Linked DNA regions of Triticum aestivum: region 2 is linked to region 1. Evidence: chromatin contacts called from public Hi-C data. All regions are on one chromosome and are shown on one strand. The core of a region is the stretch at or near the end of the contact, and the rest is flanking DNA. Distances in the headings are between cores, read along the strand shown.

Region 1 (6,161 bases), core at 2,343-4,842:
AGCCCCTCTGCGTCACCCTGCTGACTCCTTGCATGCAATCGACGGGCTAGGTAACTCGCCTTATTCCTCATCTCTTCCTTTCCCTCCCTTCCTCTTGCTTCTCTCTGCCATCTAGATTAGCCCCTGGATATGGACGATTTCATGTCCTCCATTGTCGTTGTTGCTATAATACATTATGATTTATTACAGCTTGTCTGAATGGGTTAGAAGAGGAGTGATGAACTGTTTCGTAGGCATCCATGTATGTTTTAAGTTTCATTATCATCTGAAGTATAAACTTGCTTCAAACGGTGAATTTACATTCTGCCACAAAATTTCTCTGCGGCTGTGGTTGTATTGGAAACATCTTATTCTAAAAAGTAAATGTTTTCACGCCAAGTATCTATGGTTTGTTTTGTTCGGATAAGTGATGCAATCAGTAGCACTGTTGTCTTTCATACAATTTATACTCTCAATATTCTTATTTACCTCCAAGACTGTAGCCCACAAACTAAAAAGTAAATGCTTATTCCTCTCTGTCCAGGATACTATTGTGAGATGGTCTGATACATAAAAGACGGCCTCAAGCCCCTCTAAGGAAGCATCCAGTCTCGCCGTTATACCAATTTCGCCGGAAAAACGATCTACTAACTTTGCCGGAGCGCCGACTGCCTGTGCTCCACCTGAGATACGCCGAACAGCCAAGCCACGAGTAGCCTTGAAGTAGCAAGCTGTTATGTTTGAAAATTAATTTAAAAAAAAACATGTGTTCTGGGCTTTATACTTTACCATGATCTTTTACTGTGTGCCTGCAACCGTAGCGCCCATCGGCATGACCTTGCCATACACGGACAGTCTGCTGAGTAATTCAGAGCAAGAAAGTTATTTTACTGGAGAAAGTACATCCAGTATGAAACCCGGGAAATTAAATTGAAATCTGTCCGCAACAGTTAGGATTGTAGTATGCAAGTTTACAGATGAATATATTAAGTTTACTATGAACTAAAAGAGCGCAGGTTTGACAAAAAACACAATTCAGGGTCACACGCTTCAGGCTCACATTTTCAAATGGTTGTAGAAGGGACCTACTACTTGAAAGTTAATGAAGCTTTATTACTTTTCTCCACATTGGTAACTTCACTTTTCAGAATAGAGGTGGATCATCCATTACTCATGGTCATACGTATTCTTCCTTCTACTGATGTTGCCCTGCCCATTAAAGTGTCTTTTCTGAACATTGCGGTCGTGCTCCACGAATCAGATACTACTATCGGCTATTGTAGTGATGTACTGTTCATCTACTACGCCTACAAAAGCGTGAAGTGCAGATCTTATACTGATTCGGTAAAGTTAAACCATAAAATGCTCGACCAATATCATGAGCACGACTGTGAATTCTAACATGGAGTAGAGTTAATAGGGTATTTGGGGGAAAGGAATCTTAAGATTAGCAAGGTGACAAGTGTTGGGGAGTATTATCAGTGAACATACAGTAGATAGCTAGATTAGTTGGTTGTGTCTTCCATCCATTTTTTTTTTGTAAACCGCCAACATAGGCTCACTCTGCACCAAGCAGATGGTAGTTCTAGCTGAGGAGGATACAAAAAGAAAAACAACCAAACAGAATTAAGCAGCAAGAATTTTACCACAGTTTTATTTGCTTGTACACAACAAGTTTATCATTTAGCATTTCTCATTCATTCGCCCTTAAAATGTATCCTTGGATTGTTGAACTTATAGGCATTAAATTCATGATTGAAGGAGTGTCTCATGGCTTAATAGTCATTTAGGCACGTGAAATTTTTAGGAGTGAAGTCAGGAGAATAGGGCCATGGGGGCGTGGTCAGTGGCGCAGTGGATCCCGGCCCTTGCCTATGGGGGGCTTCATTTTTAGATGTGTTTTCGAGTTTTGTTAGGGTTTGTGTCCTGTTCAGAAAGGCGAGACGGAGGCGGCTCCCTGAATATGGAATAAGGTTCTCCCCGCCTAGCCCCCGTTCCGGTGGTGCACCTAGCACCGTCGGTGGGCGTGTGGAGGTGTGTCTCCGGCGGATCCGCTTGTGGTGGATTTCCTTGGATCTGTTTGTCGTTCGTCTACGTTTGTGTCTTCAGGTTGGATCCACTGCGCCACGTAACTCTTCATCGGCGGTGGTTGCTGTTCTGCTGCGATGGTCCTATGGAGGCTTAGCACGACAACTTCCCGACTGTCTACTACAACAAGTTTTGCCCGGCTCCGGTTAGGAAGGGACAATGACGGCGGCGTGTCTTCCGCTCGTTTCAGTGCTTGTAGTCGTCGCTAGGTGGATGTAATTTTTATTATTTCTGATGTTCGTTGTACTGTCATGATTGAAGATGAATAGATCGGATGTTTTCTCGCTAAAAAAAGAATCCAGATAATGAAGCAAATAACTTGGTTAGAAGGTAAATTCATGATCACCAATGCCTAGCTATTTTTTGATCTTACATAAACTATAAAGGATGCAAGTGTAATGTGTAGGTTCAGAGAGCATCCCTGTCCATGAACAATACTTTACATTTATGAATATCCCTAGCTTTATTTTCATTATTTTGATCATCATTATATTTTGTTGGTACACCATTATATTTTGTTTATTTTACTGATCTATTTTCTTTCTAAGATGAATGCTGGTTTCTTTTTACATGATGATACGTATGTTGCACGTGCACGCTTACTAGTAATAGATAATAGATGATCGGCCTCGGGCAGAAAATTTCGAGTTGCCTTTCCTTTTCCCCGGATTGCATGTCCTCCAAGTCGCTGCCGTGGCCGATCACCGATGGACCGAACCGAACACACTACGTACGTATACGCGCTAAAACACACCGCTGTCCATCAACCTACGACGATCGCCGCCGCACCGAACGGCTTGTTCCGTGTTCGTACGTGTCGTCGACCGAACACCCGAGCACCACCATGCACGTAGCACGTACGTACGTTCCAGAGAGTTTCCATCGATCGTTAGGTTGCGCGCCACTGTTGACCCTTTCCCGCGCCCCCGCCGCTCGCTGGTCCGCCGCGCCGTGCTCCGGAGGACGCTACGCTCCTGCTCCGCCTTCAATGGCATGCACCATGCATGAGCATGATCCAACGCGCGCGACGTTACCTAACGGTGCAGAACAGTACATGGATTTCCTCTTGACGATGCCGAAACAGTACAATGATTCTCCCCCTTTGAATGTTTTCTTCTTCTACCGCTCTACGTACGTATGCGCGGTGGCTTCAAGTGGTATAGAGCTTGAACTGTCCACGCGCATGCATGGCGCATGCGGCACCCATAGAATTGACTGTTGATCCGGGACAATTAGCTTGGCTGTGGCTGGCCGAGGGATGATCAAGGTGGTAGGTGCTAGGCTGTCTAATCACATAACCAAAATCCCGTCGTCAATTTGCCAGCGCTTCGTCATCAACGTGCATGCCATGCCATTCCAATTCCATCTGCTCAGTGCTCGCTCGCTAGCTCGCGCAGGAGCGTAAATGCAGTGGCGCCAGTGTACTGCTGCTGCTGGCACGGGGCCGGGGGGCCACTCACAGAGGTGAAGGGCCTGACGCCGACGTGTCCCGCACCTGGGCGCGGCGGCCGTGGCGTGGCCCGCCTGCGCCTCCGCGCCGCACATGGGTTCGGTGCCGTGCTATCCCGGTCACCCAACGGGACCCGAACGCCCCTCTCCTGCAGCGTACGTGCCCGCGGACCCACCACCAAGAGCGCACTGTGGGCTCACGCCCTCGCTCTTCCGTGCCTGTGTACCCTACGGTTGACTGCTGAGGCAGAGGCAGGATAATAGGGTGCGTTGGGTTTGAGGATCAAAAGACATGGGGTGGCATGGTTCCATTCCCGATGCATGGGTCGGTTCCATTCTTGTGTTTAGTTGTAGATAAAAAAGACCTAAATTGATTTTGTCCATGTGTTAGGTTGAGAGATGGAATAAGAATGAGAAGACTTTGATTTCACTCACCTCTTTCATATGGATGGTGAGATTACCTCTCACGTGCTCATATGAACATTTCATTTGCGTTTGACAGATGAATAATGAGGCGGTTCCTCCAAATCGTAGGCATCGCTAGATGAAGCATCTCGGGGGAATATCTATTGCATGCGGACAGTCCGGTTCTGGTTACATACCAAGTGAACACGAGTACGGGCTGCCAGAGACGGAATCAACCCATTCGATGACACCTAATCCTCAAACCAAACACACCCCAGAGAGAAGGTAAAATGGTCAATCTCGCACCCTGTTGGGGATATAACTACTGGGTATGAACCGCCCAGGAGAGGCCGGGTCATACCACTGGTGACTTATCAAAGAAGATGGTGGATCATGCAAGCCCGTTGACGGCCCAAAACCCAGAGGCGACTGAAGGCCCAAGAGGATGAACCGCCATATGTGTATGACTTGTTTTGTGAGGCAAGTGTAATTAGTCACCAAGCTGGACACGTTGTGTATGAGCCGGCCGGGACTCTGTGAGCCACCGGGCGTCAACCTGTGTATATAAAGGGACGACCCGACGGCGGTTTAGGGCAAGGAACAAGAGATCGAGGACTAGGTCAAGCGTATTCGCTCCATGGTAATCGAAACCCAAGCAATACTACCTCAAACTGGATTAGGCCTTTACCTTCACCGTAAGGGGCCGAACCAGTATAAACCCTCTGTGTCTTTTGTCCCGTTTAACCCCTTTAACCTAACCTAGTTGCGGTGGCTCCATGACTAAGTCCTTCCACTAGGACATCTGCCGTGACAATTCCACGACAGTTGGCGCCCATCGTGGGGCTGGCGCACGGTGGTTTCGAGTTCTTAAAGGGCAACTTTGAGGGCATCAAGGGATACGCTGTGGGCCGGATGACCAAGAGTCGTCGCGGCAAGCTCTACATCGACGATGTAGGCTGGGGCCTCGAGGCCGTCTCATTTCGGCAAGATCGGCGGAATCCACGTCTTCATCGGCAAGATCGGCGAACCGGGCCCTGAGCCGGACACCTGCACCGACATCATCGAGACGGCTCAGCGTGCACGACCCGCCTGGGTTCAACCCGCCGTGAAGCACGCCTTTGTTGGTTTCATCCATGGGGCGAAAGTTGAAGAAGGATCTGTGTCTGGTGGTGAGACGGCCATCTACTCTGATGGTGAATCGTCCACAGGCGAGACTAATTCAAGGTATCAACTGCAAGACGACCAACTTGGGGGCTGTTCCGATGGTGACAGTATTCCGGACCCCTATGAGCCGCTGAACAGGGTCGCGATCTTCATGGCCGGTACACAACCGGCGCTTGGTTCAACAACCGCCGCGACTATGACCTCCAGCTCAACTGCTGCGGCGGCGGCTGGTGCTAGCGGCTCTGCACGCCCGCCGGCTCAAGTTCTCATAGAATTGTTGGAAGCTTTGGCGACTCTAATGGGGGTGGAGGTAACCCCGGAAACTCAGGAACATCATAAGGTTGATGTGGCGAAGTTGCGAGAAGAGATCACTCAAGCCAAGGAAGAACTGGCGGCTGAGAACACTAGGATGGCTACAGAGCAGGCTGCTTTGGATGCCCAGGCACAACAGATTCATGCAGACTCTTTCCGGCTCACCTTGGATCAAAACGCTTCAAATGAAATCATGAGAAGGACGCACCAGAGTCGCTTACCCCCGGTTTATGATGCGAGAAACTTCTTCAATACGCCTGGAGCAGGGACCAGTGACCCGTCGGTGGTGAACCGGGTGGTTGAGATGCCCGGGGCTGGAGCGCCGGCTCAGCCGCGTACGATGGATCCGCCCCGTTTGAATACTACTCCGCCTCAGCACGTACCAACCCCTCCGAGTCATTATTCTAACCCTTTGGATAATATGATTGCTGCGGCGACACGATTGGCGGCTCTCCCAGTTGAAGGCGAGTCTCCGGCTGCGATTGAGACACGAAGGGCTAGAGAACTTCTTCAGATAGCATTGGATCAGCAGGCGGCTTATTCATACAGCCGTGAAAGGATTCACTCAACCCCTCATCCAAGCCGGAGTTATAGCAGACACATTGACTCACCAGCAGTTTCGAGCAGTGAACAACGCCGCAACCAGCCTCGTGGGCATGACCCGGCGCGCGGAGGTGTAGATGCTCGGACTTTGGTGGATCAGGGCAGAGCGCGTCGAGAGGCTGAGCTGGCGGCTCAGTTAGCGGCTCAACAACAATCTCCGG
Region 2 (6,161 bases), core at 2,011-4,510, 520 kb after region 1:
TTGTGTTTCTTATATTGGTCAAATCATTCTGGAGGACAGGAGAGTATTTTACCATGTTGTTTTCACCTAGTTTCGTTAACTATAACTTTTGTTGCTTCGGTAAGTGTGTGGTGGAGCCTACGCTTATGTACCACCCTACTTGGACTCATACATACTTATGATTATATACTTTAATAAGAATCAACAGATACCAAGGATGATTAAGATAACAGCTAACCATAGTGTTAGATTCTAGGGTCCCCATTAATTCGTCATGCAATAGTTTATAAAGTTAGGGCATGGTAATATTTGCCTTTCCTGCCACCCCTCCTAGATAAAATAATTATATAATGTTATCCTCTAGGCCCATATAGGTGAAGTGACATGCAACTGATGTTTGAATATCACGATTAGAGAATTACACCACAACATAACATCAAAATATCAAACTTGATGCAACTTCATATGGTTGCTAACAACATGGTTTCTCCCAAGTCCTCAAGTACATAATAGATTACTCAAAAGACGTCATAATGAACGTGAGCAATGGGTTAATTATATGGCTAACAATTTGAACATATAAATCTTTCACCAATAAATCACAATGCACTGACTAACACCGGAAAGTGACCACATTAACCGATCTATAACAAGTACATAGATTGAAAGGGAGATGTAGATGGGGTTGGGGTTGGTGTTGTAGATGGAGTTGGTGAAGGTGGTGTGTATGAAGATGATCCCCACAATGCCTAGAGTGTTAGTGATGACGATGGCTTTGAATTCCCCTGTCCGAAGGGGTTTGATCCCGGCAAAATCAGCCCCTCGGTTGAGGAAAAGTGCTCCCCATTTTGCCTTAGTGGCAAAAAAAATCCTAGATAGTCAAGTTAGTGTTTTTCCCTGATGTAAGAATAAGGAGACCAGAGTGGAGACCACCGGGTCCCTACAAGCCCCACACGACCAAGTGGCCGCCCTTGGGCCTCGACTCGTGGGGGTGTGGGCTCCAAATGCCAGTCCTAGGCCTGGGACTTTTCACATTGGCTCTTTTTCTTCATGCAAATAGTCTTTATTTTTTCTGGAATTATTCGGGCTTGAGAAAAAAAATATTTTCTTTACTTTGCCTTCGACTGGTCCTTTCTGACAGCTTCTCATTGTCCCCCCCTGTTTCTTGTACACATGCAAAATGAAAGGGGAAAACGGTATAAGAATGATGACATAATATATAAAACATGGTTATAAATGAGCAATTTATAATAAAAAATAGTGATGCAAAAACAACCTCCAAGCATAGTAGCAGATTACGGAAGTATTTTTATCTCGCCACACAGTTAAGTCAAATTTAACCTACACACGAGGCAACAAAATAGATAAATTATGTTGCGCGAAATATTAACTTCCATGAACTGTATTTTGGGTATTATATACAACGGAATCTATCCCTTTTCTGTCCTCGACCATGTGTGAAAAAAAGCTGATGTTCTAAAATGATATGGCATGGGAAATGTTCGCTGCATCAATGCATTCAATTTGTCCTCTACGTACGCTAAAAAAAAAATTGTCCTCTACGTGCACTCTTATGCACTTTTGCACCATATACAAACCACGAACGCACCCACCCGATTCGTGCTCCTCCACATCCATATGCACCAGACCAGAGAGTGCGTCTTGGTGGGAAAGTACGTGCCTGCACTACGGAGGTCAAGGATCCGTCCACGTCGCCGCGCGAAATCCAGCCGTGCAAGGCGCTACGTAGCCGTAGCCAAAGCCAGCTGACATTGACGAGTCGTAGCACATGATGATGCACACCATCTACATGTACAAGTGTGCACGTACGGTTATCGCGGTTCCCCGAGCATGTTGCACATGCACGGACATATATGGGGCGCCATGACGTGCGCCGGCGCGCGTGGTCCAAAAGTGCACGAAAGAGTGATCGAGATCGGCCATATCCCTGCTATATATGTTTGCTGAGACGATTATTCCTTGCAAGTGATTGCTTGCTTGCTCACCGGGCATACATGCATGTGTGGGTCGGTCGATTCACAATCACAAGTGGCTTTGTGTTGTGGTTCTTCAGCTGGCTCTGGCTGGCTGTAGGCCTATGGAGGGGTCAGTTGTTGAGTCGGACGGGTCAGACTAAAGCGCACTAATCATGCAGCAGGGTTTATCATACTCGCAAAAGTACACTATCCGTTGATCAGAAAGTGAAATCGTCAGCCTAAGTGGATATGCATAGATAGTATGGGTCAAATTAAGACCCATTACCCTAAGGATAATGTCTGGACTTTAGAGGGTCGAAGAGCTTATTATGATCTCGAGACTTGGTGGGAGAGCCAAATACTAGTACACAGGCATGCTCTAGCTAGGCCCATGTTGTTTATTTTGACGAAGGTATACGAGGAAGATTTTGCTGAGGCAGTCTTACAACTTGTGTCAGTTGGTGGGATAACCCGGGATCCGCACCTCGTGACGCAACAGTGCCCTCCAGCACGGCCAGCCATTAGAAAAGGTTAAGAAAGACCCGATTTTGCATCTGTCCTCCCAGTCCCCGGCATTGTCCAGTTGCCCATCCATCCACTCATCCACATGTAAGTTTTCGCGAGAGAAGCAAAAAATCCATCAACATGCAGACAAACGCAAGAAAAAAATCTGCCCCAGTTGTGGCGGATACGGGGCCTGGGCCCTGGGCCGAGAGACTGCAATCTCTCGCTCGTCTTTGCCGTCTCCGTGAAATTGTGGCGGTGAGACCACGCCGGCGTGGGCCATGTACGCAAAAATCCAAGCCGAGGCGCGCGGACCAGAGTCGCCGGGGTTTAGCTTGTGGTGGGGTCAACTCGGTCCACATCTTTTTTGTGAAGGAGGCTCGTGGTAGCTCGTTTACTTCCGTACGTGTCCACACGGTCGCTGTGCAAACGATGATATGGCAACGAGTTCCAGAAAAATGATATGGCGCAGCATGCTTAGTCGGTCACATTTGGCAAAAAAAATGGTCAGTTGGTCACAGTGACAACTGACAACCTGAACCTCGCGGGTAGATCCAAAACGTATACACAGCCTATGGAGCTCAGAAGATTCAGCCGGATGGCTGCTGGCTGGACATGTATACAGCAACGGGCCGTGGGTCCGGAGCCAAGCGTGTGTATGTGGAGAACGAGGTGGAGGTGGTGCGTGTACGCGTGTGGCACGTACAAAATACTCCTTATACCGAGCCGAAAACAGAACAGAAGAAAACCGCACCGGGCGCGCGTACAGGTACAGCCAACAGAGAGACAACGAAACGCAGTAAAATATAGAGGCGCCGCGCGCGCGGGCGCTGCTTCCTTTCCTGCGGCGGGAATAAAACGGAGCACCACCGCCACCTCCACCTCCACCTCCACTCTCCAACCCGTCTCCTTCCTCCGCCGCTCGCCCGAATAAAACCCCCGGGCAGGCATTGACGCATCCAGCGCACCGCCAATCCGCTATTGATAACCACAGTTGAGCTAGCCGCGTACACCTCGAGCAGGCAGGCAGGGCAGCTCGGCTTCTACCTCCGGGAAGACATTATCAAGGAGTACTTCGTCTTCCTCCGTCCCATCCAACGTGCATGTGAGTTCCTCCTCCCCCTCCTCTCTGTCCGCTTGCTTGCTGCCATGATCATCATCCATGCACGAACACCATAAGCTCGCCAGCATCCTAGCTCCTGGCCGCGCTGAATTTCCTCTCTTTTTTCGCATACAATACATTAGAACTCTAACCAAATCAGCACAGACACCACAACGAGCGCCGTCCCTTTCCCGCATATATTCGAGGCCAAATACCGTTTTCCCCGGATCTGTTCGGCTGTCGTCCGTTGAGAGGCCGCAAACGAACGCAGACCGAATAGTATAATACGCAACAGTAGCAATTGGGTAGCTAGCAGCGCATTCGGTTCTGCCTTCCGTGGTCGGGAGCGCAAGCCACAGAGATGCGTTCCGTGCCCGCCAATCCCTCTCTCATCCCTCCGATTCCTTCTTCTTACAGCAGCCGGGTAACCCGAGAGGTAGGATCGGATTCTCTACTGCGACGTCCAGCCACGGCCGGCCGTACGTGGATCTAATCAAGGTGCGTCGTCGACGATGATTTAGTTACTCACCCTCTCTGAGTAGTAAGATTCTAACCACGGCCTAGATGACGATTAACCTGTGTTTAGTGGCTGGGATAAACGGGAGGAATCTCTAAGCTCATGTAGCGGATGGAACCGTACGTGTGAAAATATCTAGCAGTAATATATCCCGAAGAAAGATGCGTGATTGCCTATCATTCAGAGTCAGAGGAGAATATGTGCAGGCAAAAAGGAAAGGATGGGATTATTGCTTGCTTGGAAAGAAGATCCTTCCTTCCTAGCTTTACACAGAATTTAGAGGTTACCTAGTACAGTAATCTAAGTTTATATTATTATTACAACAAAAAAGTGACTCCCTATCTAGGGTTGCTTAGTAGCAGCAGCAACTTGGTTGCACGACAGAGAAGAGGAGGACGGGACTAAGCAAAGGAAGCCCTAAGCAATCCTCCGACCCAAACTACGTACAGATTTTTAAAATAGATTATGTACTTGCTCCAAGCACAATTAATTAGCAGTTTTGCTAGAACTCATCTAGATGAGATATAGTTTGGTTTCATTCATCTTTTATAGCCATTAGATGTGATTCTATAAGATGCGTGTGTGCTGACGTGGGTTGTATCTGTTTTTGTTTTCAAGATGAATGAGACCAAATTATATCTCATTTTTTTTTAGAAAAAGAGGACGACCCCCGGCCTCTGCATCTGGACGATGCATACGGCCATTTTATTAATTATTGACACAAGACTTTACAGAGTCATACAACAATAAGCCTAAAGCCACCAAACTAAGCAACATTTGTCGCTATCCCTATCCAGTTGATGTAAGGGCGCTGAAAGTCTTGGCCTAATACCAAACAGACCTCGCAGCCAAACCTAACATCTAAGACTTGAGGTCCCAATCAGGACGCCTGCCGGGTATGGGCACCGATCAGTCTGGCGTGCTTCTCAACCAGGACGCTTGCCGGGTATGAGGCCGCCGCAACCACCTGCCATCAATCCATCTTCAGAGTTGTACTGCTGCATCAACCTTGCCCGGTCTAACTGCCGCCGACGCCACCAGGACGCCAGGCAGCGTCACCCTCCTGCGCGAGTCCTTCTCCGCTCATCAGGCGCCGAGTCTCCACTGCGCCACGCTGCCGAGATCCGCCGTCATCAATGGAGCAGAGGAAACACCGCTCCTCCTCTTGTCCCCTCCAACCAGCACTTGCTCCAAAACGATGCCCCCATGAGGGAGAACGATACCGAAGGCACCATCATCGTCCGATCCGGTATACCCAGATCTAGGGTTTCCCCTGGAACTTCCCGATCAGGTTGATGTGACTTGCAACAACGATGCCTCCAGAAGGGAACGACGTCTGAGACGCCGCCATCGTCTGCCAAGACCGCAGTCAGGCGATTTTCACCGGAAGCCACGTCTTCCCGACCTCGTGGCTGGTTGGAACCGAGCGGAACCTCGCCACGAAGACGTATGTCGCCGTCGGTACTCCGGCGGAGATCCGGCATCTCCTCACCGGTCCTTCCACGCGCCGCCGGTCGGCGGAAGGCCTCCCCGCGACGGATCCAAACGGGGCGTTGGATCCGCAGTGACCGCCATCACCATCACGACCAGGACAGCCCACCCCGCCGGATGGGGCGCTGCCACCGCCGCCGTCCATGCAAGGCCGCCGCTCCGCTGGCGATGGTGCTCCGGCCCCCGCCGCACAGCTCGGATTCGCCGTCCTTGCCGCCGCCGTTGGATCGCACGAGAGGAGCCGCCCCCGCCGCCTCAGATGGGATCCGCCGCATCCACCCGCCCAGAAACCTTCGGCACCGGGCCCGCCGCCACCGCGGCCCACGCCGGCGGAGCGGCGGCAGGAAGGGGCGGCAAGAAGGTGCTGGCGGCGCTAGGGTTTCGGGGCCCCTGGCGCCACCTGGGGGGAGGCGACGCGAGGGGGAGGGGGAGGGGGCCATCTAAATGAGTTCTAGGCACTCCCATTAGTTAGGGCATTTTTGTTAATTAGCGATAGATAATCCTGATGAAGGGATTCCACATGTCTCTCTTTCCTTTTCCCTTCATTCAATCTCTTTGCCAGTATCATTCATTTGTACGCTTTGCTTTGCAG

What was found. A called contact is a pair of places that touch in the nucleus more often than the background predicts.
Region 2: a contact with region 1 is called in a Hi-C map of leaf, with 2.8 times the contacts expected there. The contact joins the promoter of LOC123077525 here to the enhancer-like site in region 1. A contact is called at or near these places in 2 of 5 Hi-C or Micro-C datasets (both in leaf).

Annotation. Positions count from the first base shown.
Region 1 is chr3D:75,272,014-75,278,174 of IWGSC CS RefSeq v2.1, forward strand. It overlaps LOC123074173 (a long non-coding RNA gene), which reads left to right. Exons shown (of 4, transcript XR_006435890.1): 3 at 1-50; 4 at 524-826. Among protein-coding and RNA genes, the nearest start is that of LOC123074173, 4.1 kb to the left of the region's middle. Within about 2 kb of position 3,593, at least 6 of the 8 cell types and tissues checked have an H3K27ac peak or open chromatin away from gene starts, as enhancers often do. A contact at or near this core is called in leaf, where this site is marked.
Region 2 is chr3D:75,792,583-75,798,743 of IWGSC CS RefSeq v2.1, forward strand. LOC123077525 (probable serine incorporator) reads left to right here and starts at 3,261. Exons shown (of 10, transcript XM_044499804.1): 1 at 3,261-3,564. The coding sequence starts at 3,563.